Linked DNA regions of Sus scrofa: region 1 is linked to region 2. The links are chromatin contacts, called in public Hi-C maps. All regions are on one chromosome and are shown on one strand. Each heading gives the region's core, a stretch centred on a gene start, on an enhancer-like site or on the middle of the called end of the contact. The rest is flanking DNA. Distances are from core to core; before and after follow the strand shown. Region 1 overlaps ENTPD4 (ectonucleoside triphosphate diphosphohydrolase 4). Region 2 holds the start of LOXL2 (lysyl oxidase homolog 2).

What was found. A called contact is a pair of places that touch in the nucleus more often than the background predicts.
Region 1: a Hi-C map of fetal skeletal muscle shows a contact between it and region 2, with 2.4 times the contacts expected there. The contact joins the enhancer-like site here to the promoter of LOXL2 in region 2.

The regions. Positions count from the first base shown.
Region 1 is chr14:7,595,332-7,598,108 of Sscrofa11.1, reverse strand. All of the region lies in intron 1 of ENTPD4 (ectonucleoside triphosphate diphosphohydrolase 4), which reads left to right. Among named protein-coding and RNA genes, the nearest start is that of ENTPD4, 7.7 kb to the left of the region's middle. Within about 2 kb of position 1,293, at least 4 of the 83 cell types and tissues checked have an H3K27ac peak or open chromatin away from gene starts, as enhancers often do. A contact at or near this core is called in fetal skeletal muscle, where this site is marked.
Region 2 is chr14:7,539,377-7,542,076 of Sscrofa11.1, reverse strand. It overlaps LOXL2 (lysyl oxidase homolog 2), which reads left to right and starts at 1,378. Exons shown (of 14, transcript XM_021074114.1): 1 at 1,378-1,722.

The DNA of each region.
Region 1 (2,777 bases), core at 44-2,543, 56 kb before region 2:
GGAGCCCTTGAAATAAGGGCTCATGCAACTGACAGACTGAACGTTTTTCTCTCCCTTTTAAATAAATTTTGTTCATTAAAACAGCATCTTTATCCATGAAGATTGTTACATACATTCAAGAGTTATTATTTATCCAGTATATAGTTCTTTTTTTTATTGAGGTATAGTTGATTTACAGTGTTGTGTAAATTCATGTGTTACAACACAGTGACTCACAATTTTTAAAGATTATGCTCAATTTATAGTTATTATAATATATTGACTATATTCCCTGTGCTGTACAGTATATCCTTATAGCTTATCTTTTTTTTTTTTTTTTTTTGGTCTTTTTTGCCATTTCTTGGGCTGCTCCCACGGCATATGGAGGTTCCCAGACTATGGGTCAAATCGGAGCTGTAGCCACCGGCCTATGCCACAGCCACAGCAACGCGGGATCCGAGCCGAGTCTGCAACCTACACCACAGCTCACGGCAACACCGGATCCTTAACCCACTGAGCAAGGCCAGAGATCGAACCCGCAACCTCATGGTTCTTAAGCGGATTTGTTAACCACTGTGCCATGACGGGAACTCCTATTTTATACATAGTAGTTTGTACCTCTTAATCCCCTACTTCTCTCTTTCCCCTCCCTGCTTCCGTCTCCCTACTGGTAACCACTAGTTTACTCGTTATAACTGTGAGCCAGGCAAAACTGAATTTTTTTATATAACGGTTTTTTTGTTGTTTTTTGGCTGCAGCATGGAGTAGCTTGATGTGGGATCTCAGTTCCCAGACCCGGGATTGAACTCAGGCTGCAGCCGTGAACGCACTGAATCCTAATCATTAGACCACCAGGGAACTCCCAAGAAACTGAATTTTTAAATTTTAATGACTTTAAGTAGTCACACATGGCAATGGCTATCATATGGAACAACGCAAGACCAGTCAAGAGGGCCCCCTTGGCCATCCTAAGGAGTTAGGACTTTTTCCTGAGTGCGGAAGAAAAGTTGGGAGGTGGTACAAAGTGTCATGATTCCCACTCGTTTTAGAAAGATTCCTCTGGTATGTAAGTTTCTAACCTTTCTGGGTCCCAGAACTCTGAAATGTGACTTATTGCCAGGCCTTTTCCTAGAGGCTGCCATGCTGGGAGTGCCGCGGACAGTCAAGCAGACCTAAATCTGGCCCCTGAAGGGGCTTGCATTCTGGAGGGGGGAGACATATGAGCAACAGAAATGCAAACACATGCACTGCGTTAGAGGACAGGCTAAGGGTGTGGATTCACATACTTGAATGTCAGCTCTTTTATTTATGATCACCTTTTATTAGCTGGGTGACCTCAGACATGTTACTTAGCCTCTCTGCTTCATCTGTAAAATATTATGCAAATACTACCTACCTCGATGGTTGATAGGAGGAATAAAGGAGTTCTTGTAAAGCATTTGAGCAGGGCCTGGCACATAATAACCACTACACAAGTAGTTAATAAATAAGTAAACACCCAGGAGGAGAAGTCACTCAGGGAAGAGAGCTGGATGGAGGGGAGAGCTGACAGTTACAGATTGGGTGGCCAGGGCAAGGCTTCTTGAGAAAGTGACATTGAATAAAGACCTGAAGGGCATGAACAACTGAGCCATATGAATTATTTCCAAGTAGAAGAAGCAGCACATCAGAGGCCCTGAGACCAGACAGTGGCTGGCACGTGTGCAGACAGTGCAGACGCTGGTGTGCTGGACTGGAATGAGAAGGGGAGAGTGGAGAGGGAGGTCAGAGCAGGAACAGGTGGTGAGCAGTCAGGGCACGGCCCGTGGCCTTTATTTATGAGCGAAGGGAGCCCTTGGAGGATTTCCAGCACAAGATGAACAGGATCCTGGACCTGAGCAGGGGTAGGGGTGGATGTCAGTGTCAGATGAAGACTCTGCCTGAAGCTATTGGCTGAGGAGTTGGAGAGCCTCAGGTCAGGGACCGTCGTGATGGGTCAGGGGAAGAAACTGACCTCAGGCAAAAGCCTGAAGGAAAGGGACAGATTTTAGATAAATCGAAATTAAAGGAATGGAAGGTCTCTGTAAGAAACTGGCTTTGGAGGATGAAGGGGTGGTGGGGGTGGATCAGGCACACTCCCTAGTTGCTGCTTTGAGCAGTGGGTGGGATTGAGCACTAGGAGCGGGTGAGAGCTGCAGTTGAAGGATTCCATTTTGGAAGTGTCTCTTCTGGGCCCGGGCAGTGTTCTGATGGGTGTAACAGTAGGTGCTTGAAGATGTGTATCTATAACTCAGAAGAAAAGCACAGGGTGGAGAAAGAAAGTTCCAGGTGTCAGATCATTGAAGCAGTAACTGAAGTTGACCAGAAACAGAGCTTAGAGTAGAAGAGATTGGAGCCAGGACAGAAGACCTGGGTAACAGAGTGGACAAGGTGTGTGTGAATGCGGAGACGTGGAAGACCCTGAGATGCAGCTGTTCAAGGGCTAAGAGGCAGACTAGGGGAATGGCACCCTGAGCGGCCTGGTCAGGGGTAAAGCGCTGCCACGAGACCGAGAAAGAGCCCCACTATCACACGTCCTCTGGATCAGGCAGGTTGGAAGGAGGCCCTGGCCATGGCTGCCTGTTCTCTCTGTGAGCCAGGTCTGGGCTGGAGGAGTGGAAGCAGCTGTGAAGGTGGCGAAGAGCTCCCTAGGAAACGGAGCCTCACGTGGTACCTTGTACATGGAAAAAGACCTGGTAGACATTTATCAGATGACTGCCTGTCTCCTACTCCCACCCCTAATTTTCTGTAGCGTAATGTAAAGTAGTTAAGACCTATTT
Region 2 (2,700 bases), core at 129-2,628:
CTGGAGTTACATGGGCTTTTTTTTTTCCCCTCAGTGGACATTTTTATTGAGATAATTATAGATTCATAAGCAATTGTAAAAATAATACAGAGGGAGCCTTCCCACTTTGCCCAGTTTCCCCAATGGTGACATTTTGCAAAACTGTAGGACAAAATCACAACTAGAATATTGACTTTGATGCAATCCGCTGATCTTATTCAGATTTCCTGTTTTACCTGTACTTTGTGTGTAGTGTGTGTGTGTCCTTGTGTATATTAAGTTTATACAATTATATCACCTGCGTAGCTTCTTGCATCCACTACCACAGCCAAGATACTGAACAGTTCCAACAGCACAGGAACTCCCGGTGCCCTTTTAGAACCACACCCACCTCCCTCCTGTTCCTTGGCTTCACCACCCACCAGACCAGGGGTTGATTCCGTGTGGAGGGTAGGAAGGAGGGCAGAAGAGAACTCACAGGGTGGAGGGCTGTGAGTTAGGGTGCTAAGTTTGAGACTTGCTAGGTTAGCTGTGGCTGTGGGAATGTCCTAGAGAGCCGTGGATTTACGAAAGTCCACCCTAGAGGAGGGAAGTTTTTGCTGGAGTCTGAGATGGACTAGAGCTATCCCCCTCTAGTGGATCTGAGATGGACTAGATGAACTAGCCACCTATCAGGGCTAGAGCTGGGGTCTGCTGGGAGGGACCCGAATGGGCAGAGAGTATAAGGACCTGGAGGAGGATCACCACCCTTAATGGAAGTCCTCTTCTGGGTTCTGTCTGCATAGACACCCCACAGATGGGTGCCTTGTTTTGCAGCTGGCTGCCTCCTGCCCAGCCAAACCTTGTTCTTGCTTAAGAGGTCCGGGAATCTCCTCAGAGGATGCCCCCAGCCCGCAGGACCCCCTCACTTTGCCCCTAGTGTGAGCCTCAGAACCAGGCATGGAGATCCTTCTGCACAATATGCGCCCTTAGCCCAGGCTTGCTAATCCTGGCCCTCGGGTGTGGGGACGGACCTTAGAGGTCACTGAGTCCAAAGCCTTTAATTACAAAGGAGAAAATTGATCCTCAGGGGAGAAAGAATTTTGGCTGAGGCCGAAGATGTGATCTGCTGGAAGAAAGGGGGCTCTTTGCAATCACCTTCGGAAACTGCTTCCTCCAGAGAGGAGAAACCCAGCGGAGATGGACGAAAGTTTCTGAAGTCTTTCATTCATCAGTTTTTATTGAGCGTCTACTACGAGCCAGAAAGTGCCGGGTTCTGGATAGGAAGATGGATTAGGCACGGACCCGAATGCTGGTGGATTAGGACCACAAAGAGTTAAATTCCAGGATCTAGGCGGGGGGTAGGGGGTTGGAGTGTGGAAGAATCTCCCGAGGAAAAGTCCGCTCCCTAGCTACTCAGGCTCCGGAAACCTGGGCGAGAAGAGCCTGGGAAGGGCTGCCCCATTGGCGCGCGGCTTCCCCGCGGAACAAAAGGGGCAGGAGGCCGGGCCTGCGGCGGTGGCCGCCTTTAGGGAAGGGGGTGGGTCCGGGGAGGGTTTGCTGTGGGGCGCTGGTTAAAAGTACCGGGAAAAGCGCTACTCCGGCGCTCGGCTTCCTAAAACTGGGAGCTCGCTTTTTCCAACGGCCGGAAGTTTCGGCTCGTCTGCTCTGTTCGGGTAGTGGGCTCCGCGGCGCCGGGCGCAGGAGAGGGGCCGCTGTGGAAAGCCTGGCCCCAGCCGAGCCAGCGCGCACTTCTGCTGCCAAGTAAGAGCGCTGCCTGCGCGTCCCCTCTCCCCATGGCGGTTCTCGGGAAAGCCAGGGCGTCCTGGTGGGTCTCCAGGCTCCGCTCTCCTCGGGGCCCCCCTCTCAGCCTTGCTTGGGGTTCCCAGGACTCGAGCGGCGGGCATCCAGAGGGAGGGCTTCATGTTTGGAGAGACGAGGACGTGCAGGCTAACGGGTCCTGCTCCGACTAGGGCGGACTCACCCAGCCCCACCTCGCCTGAACTCTGCGAGCCGACGCAGCAGGCGCGCCCCAGGGAGCAGGGCGCTTGGTTCGTTGCTCGCCAGGGGCTCCTGCGACCAGGCAGGATAGAGCCAGGAGAGACTCGGTGCGCGGTAGGTGCCTAGGAGCGCGGGACCCTGGGGACTGCGCTGGTGCCCGGACTTCTGGCTTTTGAGGTGTGGAGCGCGCGCGGGGATGGGGGCCGCCCTGGAGTGTCCCCGGGGCTGTGGCTTTGGGGATGTGGAGCGCACAGGGCTGGGGTTGGCGGGGTAGGGGCATGGGGCTGAGCCTGGTAGCTCTAGAGCCCACAGCCTGGAGTCAGTTTTCTCCCGAGAAAGCCTCGGCTGAGCGCAGGAGCGCCCTGAGTCCTGTGCGCTGAGCGGCGAGGTCCGCACCCGAGGTATTCATTCTTGGCTCGTCCGGGTTCCAGGAAACCTCTCCCGCCGTAGTCACTGGGAGGCCCTGGAATAGGAAAGAACCAGCACAGGCGAACCCATGGGTCGTACGTGCAGGATCGCCCTGGGGCTCATCCTGGTGGTGTGCGGATACTCCCTCTGTCCTCAGTGCCCCCAAGTTTTACGCAGGCGCTTTGGACACCACGCTCCCGCCCCCGCCCCCGCCCCCCAGCCCACACCTTCTGGAACGCTCTGAAGTAGCTGCCCGCCGGAGGTGTCGCTGTAAATCAGCGCCGGAATAAATATGATTGGAAGAAACCGGCGAGATGCCTTCCTCTCCGTCGT